Linked DNA regions of Mus musculus: region 1 is linked to region 2. A link is a contact called in public ChIA-PET data. All regions are on one chromosome and are shown on one strand. Each heading gives the region's core, a stretch centred on a gene start, on an enhancer-like site or on the middle of the called end of the contact. The rest is flanking DNA. Distances are from core to core; before and after follow the strand shown.

Region 1 (4,646 bases), core at 1,616-4,115, 220 kb after region 2:
CAATGATGACAGGGTACCTGGCAGCCCTTTGTGAGACAAGATCTCCAAATGTAGAGGAGGCTGGCTTTGTACTCTTCATTCTGTTTTTAACACACACACACACCCTGGGTCACAGCCATGTCAGGCCACCTGGCTATTCAGGAAGGTGTACTCTAATCCATGGAGGTCCGGGACAGGTTGGCTGGCGGGCCTGGGATTTGTGGGTCCCTTTGAGGCAGTCTCTTTGTGCTTAACTTCCTGGGGAGTTGGGGAAATGCTGTGTGTGACACAGTCTTGCTCTTCTTTCTCTGAGGCCCTGAGCATCTTCTTGGATTCCAAAATCAAGTAGATTTATATAAAAAAAACCCAGCACACAGCCTTTCCCCATGAGCGGGCCTGGATCCTCTCAGCCTCTGTGGTTTCCTGGCAGAGCTGTGATGTTGGGTAGGCTCTGTTTGTGGTGTGTCCCAGGGGAATAGGTGAGGCTGGTGTAAGCGTTTATGGATTTATTGCTGGGATTTATTCTTGCTGAGACTTGGGCCAAGACTGACCATCAAGGTGCCAACCAAACATGTGCTTTTTAAAGTTTGTAAGTGGGCCTCGGAGGCCAGGCTTGTAATCCAGCTTCATAAAGCTGAGGCAGAGGGATGAGAAATTAAAGGCTGGCTTGGGCTCTAGAATGAATTCAGGGTTAGCTCTTGTCTGAGTAAAAAGTGAAAAAGTCTGGGTGTAGCTGAGAGGATGGGAGTGATTCCCTGGGGTCCACTCTCGGTACCACTGAAAATGAAAACAAACGAAAAAGCAAACCTATTCTTTCTACCGGGTAGGGTGATCTCAGATTGGGAAGTCACTAGGACCCTGGGATGGTGTTATCAGCATTTAGACTATTCTATGCCTCAGGGCCTGCGTCCCCATGGAGACGTGAATGGTTGCTGCCTTGGTCCCTCTGCTCTGCTGGTTCAGGATGGATAGTGACTTGGGGCAGCTTAGCAAGCAGTGATAGGATCCTTTCTGGATGTCTTTCTCCGGGCAGGTCAAAGGCTGCCTCCTGTTCAGCCACTTCTGCCCTGCCTCTGGGGCTTGTGCCATGGATCGTAATGTCGTCCCCAGAGGAGAGGGACAGAACCTAGCACCCAGCCACCTGGGCATAAACTTTTTTTTTTTTAATGCATCACCTCCTTGGCCAACGACCAACTGTGTTTGTGCCCCGAGGAAAGGAAGAGCTGTAAATATATCCTAGTCCCCAGAGCAGCAAGAGCGGGGACCTCAAATACCTGCCCTTGCCTGACAGACTCTGTGGTTCAGCCTCTACCCAGGTCTGCTGCTGGCCAGTTCTGATGCCGCGTGCCTAAGTGTGCTTCCTCACAGCAGTGCAGGGCTGCTGAGTTGAGACCTCTCAGCTGTTTGTTCATACAGGGGCTGATAAGATGGCCCTGTCAATACAGCACCTGCCGCCAAACTTGATGCCCTGCGCCAAACTTGATGCCCTGCGTTCACTCCCTGGATCCCACCCTGCAGGAGTCCCGTAGGCAGTGTCCTGACTGCAGTGACACTGTAGTTCCACCCTTTACAGTGGTGTGGTTGGGAGTCGACTGTGGGATTGCTCTGCGAGGAGAGGCTAATAATGCCCCCACTGTTCCCAGCTTGACTGTCAGGATGAACGCTGTTGCTTTGTTAAGTAGCTGAGCTTGGGAGATGCTGTTTAGGGATATTTAATGTCCAGTGGATGTGTTGAGCCCACCAGTGGAAGGGGCACAGCAGAAAACACAGACTGTTAGAGAAATAGAAGGACAGGGTCTGTCCACGTCCTGGAGGAACGAAGGCTCTGAGTTGAGTTTCCTCCCTCGCCTTCCAGTCTCACACCTCCCTGGGGAAGCAGTTCAGCTCTTGGGTGTTATTATTATTTTAAGATGTATTTGTTTTATGTGAGTCCATTGTCGCTATCTTCAGACACATCAGAAGAGGATGTCAGATCTCATTACAGATGGTTGTGAGCCACCATGTGGGTGCTGGGAATTGAACTCGGGACCTCTGGAAGAACAGTCAGTGCTCTTAACCACTGAGCCATCTCTCCAGCCTGCTGATGTATTTTTATGCTTTTGTTCTTGGTTGGTTTCTTGTGAGGCAAGATCCCATGCACTCTGTAGCCTAGGGTGTCCTCAAACTTGGACAAATCCTCCTGCCTCAGCTTCCTGGGTGCTGAGATTACAAATGTGAGCCGCCATGCCTGGCTTCAGGTTTTTGTTGGTGGGTGGTGGCTTAAGGATCAAACCCAGATCTTTGTACCTGATGTAGGTGAGCACGCTACTATGGGGCTTTGGGCTTGACTTCCAGCTTTTATTTATTTATTTATTTATTTTTGAGACAGGTTCTTGGTTTGTGGTCCTAGTTGGCCTTGACCGCCGAGGTGCGGTGCTGGGTGGGTACATCAGATTTAAACCTGTTTCACTTTTTGTGAGACAGGCCTCATGTGGTACCCCAAGCTGGATTCGAACCACCCCTTCTGAAGTGGGATGACAGGGGTGTACCATCAACACAGATAAGGCATTTAAGAGTTAACTTCCACATACCACCTGTGTGGCCTTTCACTTGGCTGCAGAGGCTGTACTAGGTTTTTTTTTTTTTTTTTTTGTTTTTGTTTTGTTTTGTTTTTTGTTTTAAGGCTGCTTCACTGCTGAGCTTGAGTCTGTCTCTGCAGGCTTAAGGGAAGGCTGGCCTTGCCACAGGGAGTGGGTGGGGCTGGGTGATTGGCTCTCAGAGACAGCCACAGGGCATCTGAAGAACTGGGTGTGTCTTCCTTCTGGGCAGAGTGTAAACACAGCCATGCAGCACAGACTGTCTGAAGCCCACACACCCCCCTCTCCCTTCGGAGACTCCTGGGCCTGGCCACTGTGAGTCACTGTCCTCTGGCAGCTGTCCAGCTGTCCCCAGTGGCGAGGGAAAGGCTAGCCAGGACTCATAAGCCTGGCACTGGTGTCCCATGTCCCATGACCTCTGAAGGGCCCAGGAAAGCCTCCTCAGAGACTGCAGACGAATGGGGGCTCTGCCCACCATGGCCCCCACTCTGCAGGTGTCTGGGGTGACCCATGCTACTTGTGAGAGTAGACTGGGCTTCCTGACACTGTGTCCTGGAGATGAAGGTTGCTCGCCTTCTGCTGGCTGCTTGAGAGGTCATGTTGACCTGTGCGTGCATTTCGACTGGTCTGTCTGTCAGCCCCTGAATGTTCAGGTGTTCATGGACAGTGCGGGAGCTTGATGTTCTCTAGGAGTGCTATTCTGGGTTTGCTTTGTTATAAGGTTGAGTGTCCAGGATGGGGAGGCTGCTCAGTGGTTAGAGCACCAGCAGCTCTGCAGGAAGGATCTGGGTTCATTCAGTCACATGGTCTGCACAACCCACCCTCAGCCCAGCTCCAGGGGATCAGTGTCCTCTTCCGGCCTCCGCGGTGTACCACGTGCATACATGCAAGCCAAGTGCTCATAAACGTGAAATAAAAACAAAGAAATGTTTTAAAAAAAGAAACGAGAGCTGGCTTAGCAGCTAAGAGCAGTGGTGAGAACCCAGGCCTGATTCCCAGCACCCGCATGGTGGCTCACCATCTTCTGTAGCTCCAGTCTCGGGGGGGACCCCACATGCTTTTCTGGCCTCAATGGGCACCACACACACTCTTGGTGCATAGACATATGTGTAGGCAGAACACTTCATACATATTAAAATAAATGAATCTAAAAAAGGGGCTTGGGGAGACAAGTGTTTCTTGCAGCCACTGCAATGGCTGAGTCCAGTGCTGTGCCTGAACAGACAGACGTCTGTGTTTGAAGTGAAGCCGTGTATGGAGGGGTGACCTGAGTGTCCACCCTGTCGCTGGTGAGTTCATCTGTCAGCATCGAGCTCATGGCCTGGATGAGGAATCTGCCCCTGAGGGCCTTTTGGGCGTCCAGTTTCTCTTGCTGGCCCCTTGTCCGTGCCCAGAGCCAACTCTGCTGTCTGTGAGGGACTTCTGGGATATACATCAAGGGAGAGAGACATTTGGGAACAGTGACACTAAGTCCCCAGTGACTGCAAGATGAGACCGTCTGCAGGGAGCAGCCTTGCAGGCTGGCCTTACTGGGTAGAAGTCTGTGTCCAGAGGCTGCAGCCCTGCAGTAGATGCCTGACAGATTGACTGTAGACCAGGCTGGCCTTGAACTTACAGAGATCCACCTCCCCCCACCCCCCACCTTCCGAGTGCTGGAATCAAAGGTGTGTGCCGCCACACTCAGGAGACTGGGGTAGGAGGACCACAGCCTGAGGTAAGGCTTTGCTGACTGTAAGGCCACGCTTCCAGAAGGCCCACACATGCTCATCTCTAAAATCCAGTTTCCCTTGGGTGTCTGCGCTCAGCTCAGGGATGGCAGCTCATCCTTGAAGTACATTTGTCGTCCCTGCAAACTGAGGGAGTGTCTCAGTTAGCATGTCACTGCTATGAACAGATTCCATGACCAAGAGTTATAAAAGACAAGAGTTAATTGGGGCTGGCTTACAGGTTCAGAGGTTCAGTCCATTATCATCAAGGTGGGAGCATGGCAGCATCCAGGCAGGCATGGTGCAGAAGGAGCTGAGAGTTCTACATCTTCATCTGAAGGCTGCTCAGAGAAGAATGGCTTCCAGGCAGCTTTTTTTTTTTTTT
Region 2 (4,909 bases), core at 1,940-4,439:
CAGGGCCACCTGGACTGTCACCTGGTCCTTTTGCCTACTTCTGACAAAGAGTCTGGCTAGTGGTATAGGTTTAGTGGGTTAAGTATCCCCAGGAGCAGCTGAGCTAGCCCACCCAGTTCATGCCATTAGCCGAGGCTGAGGGGAGGCTTAAAGGCCCTGGATCTTTTGGGGTTGGCAGAGTAGAATGAAAACAGAACCATCAAGCAGGCTGGAACACTTTATTGTTCTTTGGTTTAGTTTGTTTCAAGACAGGGTCTCATCGGGTATTCCCGGGTGTTCTGGAACTCATTACTTAGACCAGGCTGGACTCAATTACACTCAGAGAATTACCTGCCTCTGCCTCCCAAGTGCAGCAGTAAAAACACGAACCATCCTGCCCGGCTGGAAACACATCATTATAAGTATGAATTTTTTTTTAATGGTTTGACAGTAGTGTTCATTGTGACTATTGAGTGGACTGCTGTCGGGAGCAAGTGAGTGGCCAGACGACAAAGTGGAAATACAGAGGTGCCCAGGCTAGAAAGCAGCCTTCCCACCAGAGAAACATCATGCTTCCCACCTGCTCTTGGCACACACATCATGACAGCCGCATAGGCACACGCCTTCCTGGTATGTCGTAGGGAGGAGACGGAATAGTTGGTCTTGATATGGTGAGGCTCCAGCCCTAGTGTGTGAGGTCCATGCTGAGTGCTGCCGGTCACTCAGGTCCTCGTGCCAAGTGAACAAGGTACTGCGCCTGTCACGGGTAGGCTAACATGCAGGAGCAGAGTGCTTCCCCAAGGGACTTGTCTCGGGGTCTCAGTCACTGTCCTTGGCACAGGCCTGTGCAGTGGAGACCCAGGTAGCTGTCAGCACAGCCCGCCACAGTGCAGGGGCTGGAGATGGCTGGGCTGCTCTGAGCTCCTTGCTTCCCAGGCTCAGTGCCCAGAGGCAGGACTCAAGCCCTGGGGCTTGTCCTGGAAATGAGGGAAGTGGGGTGACCCTCTCTGATGGGAAGGAGGCCTTCATAAGGGCTCCTTCCTGTCCTAGACTGTCCTGCCCACAAGCTCTCTGTTCCCACAAAGTGCTGGAACAGGGCGTTAATTACAGGACAACATTGGGGCAGGGTGTTCCAGACTGGGAGGGGCTGGATGGAGGCTCCACCCACCCTGCACCTGGGAGGGAGTGGGGGGTGGGCCTTCAGGAAGGTGGTTGGTAATGAAGTGAGACTGGCGTCCTGAGGTTTTAAATGCGTTTATTAAGTAAAGGAGCAGAGGAATCCAAGTCTCCCTTGCTTCAGGTGGGAAATCTGATTTAAAGTTACATTCATTAGAGAGGATTTGTTGCCAGTGTTTGATGAACCAAGCCGTTTCCAACTAAAGAGACCCAAGGCAAGAGCAGCCAGCACTCTGGAGGGAACTCTGGTGACAGCCCCTCCTCTTCCGCAAAGCAGTCAGTCTCATTAACGAGTGGTTTACATGCACCAAGAGAAGAAAAAGATGAGAGAAAGGTAAAGCAGATGACCGCTGATGCAGTTTACACAAAGGCATCTACAGCAGTGTCCTGGCCACGGGAAGCGCAGTGGAGTCCTCGGGTCATCTGGGTGGCTTTCCTTCAGGGGTAGTGAATGGTGTAAGCAGCAGGCTCCATCTAGAACATTCAGGATTGGCCTGCTGGGAGGGAGGTAGAGAGGGCCAACCTGTAGGCAACAGCAGAGCCAGGAACTCCAGCCCAGAGAGCCCCTGAGGATGAGGGCGTCATCTGTGCTCCCATCCTCAGCTGTAGGTTCTGATGGCTATGGCTGCATGGTCTCGTGCAGCTAGGGCTGCTCCCAGTGGGCAGTGCGCAAGCTGTGGGTCTTAACGAGCAACAGGGACTTGCCAGACATTGGGCCTTGTGATGGGGCTGTCTGTACACCACGTCATGCTACCCGCTGTGCCCTGAGTCTTCAGCCTGTATCCAGTGACTGCTTACCCACGCTGTATGGTAGTATCTGCCTCATGGACTCAGAATGGCCTGCAAGAGCCTTTTGTTGGAGGTAAGTTGGTGGGGACACCCCTACATAGAGTGGATGTTGGCCGAGGGAGAGAGTAGAACCCCTTCGGTGGGAAAGGTTGAACCGTACCCCACGGCTTTACTTAAACTTATCTCCACGTCTGCACAGTGCAGTGAGGGTCGGGGGATGGGGCGCTGCTGTGACTTAAGGACACAGGACCCTCAGCAGCCTCATACATCACCCTTGAAGAGACAGCTCCGGCAGTAGGCTGACATTTACCAGAACTGAGACAAGGTCTTCAAGGCAGACAGAAAGCATGCTAGCGGGCATGCCAACACAGGAGGGGGACCAACATCCACCGGAGACCTATGTGCAGCTGGGTGGGGAAGGTCAAAGGCCAGGATGAGTTTGTGTGATGGAGTGGGAAGTGTTTGCACCTTGACCTGTGGTCTGGGGCAGACAGGCAAAAGGCCATCCCAGAAGTGAGGTAGCTGTGAGGTGGCTGGCTGCCTTGCCTGTTCTAGCAACCTTGGAAACACTTGGCCTGTGTCCTCACCCCCACAGCCCACCTTCTGTGGAGTGCACCCCCTCCCCCCTTATGTAGTCATGGTGAGTCTGAGGTTTGGGAAGGAGCTAAGACAGCAGACTCCCAGGATGCACTTGGGCCCTGGCCATATTAGGGGAGGCATAAGAAAGCAGCCTCCGGGAGTGGCATGTACTGTAGTCTGGAGAGCACTCAGCCCTCCACATGAGGACTCTGCCGCCGCCCTTGTTCACACACATGCTGCCAGGCAGGCCTTGTCTAGCTCCTCAGAAGGGGAAGGCTTGGGCCATGCGGCCATGTTCCCAGTATTCATACTGGAATGCAGCTTAGCTGTTTGAACAAAGCCAGCTATATGTTTTCTTCTTTCAAGGCCAGCAGGGTGCATAGGACAGATGAATCTTGGCATTCAGGGACACTTGGTTGTCCTGATGTGTGTTTGGCCTGCAGCTGGACCTTAGCGAGACAGCAGAGCTAAGGGCTCACAACCCCTTCTGGATGCTCACCCACTGTAGTGGTGAAGTGGTGGCACAGGGCTGTTGGGTGTCAGGAAGTGGCCTGGGTGGCTGTCAGCTGACTGCGCGATGTGGAAACATGCTGGAATAGGAACTTGTGCTCAGCTTCGCAGCCAGAGACTTCTCTAGAGGAAGACACGAGCAGGAGGAGCCAGTAAAGCTAAGCTTAAACAGGAAGAGAATGTAACATCCCACATCCTCTCTTACAGAACGTCACAGAGGGGATGGAATAAGCAGCCACACGGCCTTTGGAGCAGGGCTGTACAGATGTAAGGTAGGATGTGTCTGATGTCTGTGCAGGGGTTACTGCCTCGAAGATCTCTGGAGGGTAACCACGAACTCAAACTATCTCTTGTCTCCTGTTCATCACTGGGCATCTGAGCATTCTGGGCTCCCAGCAGTGTCTTCAGTCTCCCTGAGGGTGTCTAAGCTGGACCTGTTTGTCCAGTGAGCAAGAACACTCTGGAAGTGGGATACGTGGCTGTCCTCTGCTTGCCCTGGGTACCAACCTGGCCACTAGTGACCATGGGCTGTGGTTCCTGGGATAAGTGTGGATGTGGAGGAGCCTTTTTCAGGTGTCTGTCAGGATGTCATAGAAAACAGTCTGTCCGTGCTGCCTGAGATCCTGTGCATGGCCCGTGCGTTGTGGTAGCTGTGGAATTTCTGACCACCACCACCACCATCATGACCAGTCAGCCGATGCTCTGTGCTGCTGCCTGGTGTGTGTGTGTGTGTGTGTGTGTGTGTGTGTGTGAGACTTTGGGACTCCCTCCATATGTGCAAGAGTGAGTCTGCAACGTGCAGGACTCAGTGCTCAACAGCTGTACAGCCATGTTGCAGGCACCAAGGGCCTTGGGTGTCAGGAACGATTTCCCTTCACCCTGGAAAAAAGTGTGTCTTCTGAGGCTAGGCTGGATCTCAGTTAAAACTCATGACACGTGGTGTGCCCAGGAGCCAGAGTGACACTGTCCTGTCCCCGCCAGCTACCATCCTCATCTTGCTCAGCATGCTGCAGGCTCTGCAGGGGCAGGAGAACGGTAGCCACAGGCTGCAGCAAGGTGTCCCCTTCCCTGCCTGCCAGCCTGTTGGATCCTTCAGGATCCAGTGTGCTTAGTCTCCATCACCTGCCTGGAACCAACTCTACCGCACACTACAGCCAGGTCGGGATGCCAGGCTGTAGACTCTGGGCTATGGTAAGATCACTCATAGCAAGTGAGTGGGTGGGCGCTGTCCCCTGCCAATGCCCCTTAAGCACACTTGGGCTGTGCTGTGTGAGTGTGTCAGGTGATGTGAGTAGGTACCCTGATGGGCAAGGAGCTTCTGGGATGCACACTGAGCCCCTCGCGTCTGCAGACAAATACAATTCACATAGCCCAGTATGGACGGCTCTCATGGCTGCAAAGAGCAGGAATCTTTATTTGGTTCACGCCAGATCTGCAGCAACCACTTGATATTAAAAAAAGGTGAAGGGAAAAGTACGCTGTACAAAAAAGATGGAACCCCTTAGAAACCAGAAATGCATCGGGTCACCTGCTGAACCTCACTCTCCCTTCAACCTCCCCGGATCCAAACCAGCTCCAGGAGGAGGGACAGGCGGTGGACAGGGAACAGCGTGGATAACGGAAACAAGAAAGCTGAGCGTCGCTGGAACATGCTCTAATCTGTAGTTTATTTCTGGTTAAAAATATAGCAATCCAGTGCACTGTAGTAAAGAAATCTGCTCAAAAGGTAGCAGAGAACACAAGCAAAGCAAGGCGGAGTCCGTAAGACAGACGGGCGGGCGCACCCAAGGAGACTGACGGAGCCACGGGGGCCAGGCGGGCTGGCATCCCTTATTCATTTGTTTGGATGAGGGAACAACCCTGGTAGAGAAGGCAG

The links. ChIA-PET counts read pairs in DNA pulled down with a chosen protein or histone mark.
Region 1: a contact with region 2 is called in an RNA polymerase II ChIA-PET map of memory CD8 T cells, with 5 read pairs. The contact joins two enhancer-like sites. A contact is called at or near these places in 2 of 484 Hi-C or Micro-C datasets (embryonic stem cells and neutrophils), 2 of 115 datasets of contacts at active chromatin or transcription factors (embryonic stem cells and memory CD8 T cells) and 1 of 9 other capture datasets (adipose tissue).

The regions. Positions count from the first base shown.
Region 1 is chr8:121,571,655-121,576,300 of GRCm38.p6, reverse strand. All of the region lies in intron 1 of Fbxo31 (F-box protein 31), which reads left to right. Among named protein-coding and RNA genes, the nearest start is that of Fbxo31, 4.8 kb to the left of the region's middle. Within about 2 kb of position 2,865, at least 112 of the 459 cell types and tissues checked have an H3K27ac peak or open chromatin away from gene starts, as enhancers often do. A contact at or near this core is called in adipose tissue and memory CD8 T cells, where this site is marked.
Region 2 is chr8:121,790,586-121,795,494 of GRCm38.p6, reverse strand. Jph3 (junctophilin 3) reads right to left here. Exons shown (of 5, transcript NM_020605.3): 5 at 4,412-4,909. Among named protein-coding and RNA genes, the nearest start is that of Klhdc4, 37 kb to the left of the region's middle. Within about 2 kb of position 3,189, at least 104 of the 459 cell types and tissues checked have an H3K27ac peak or open chromatin away from gene starts, as enhancers often do. A contact at or near this core is called in adipose tissue and memory CD8 T cells, where this site is marked.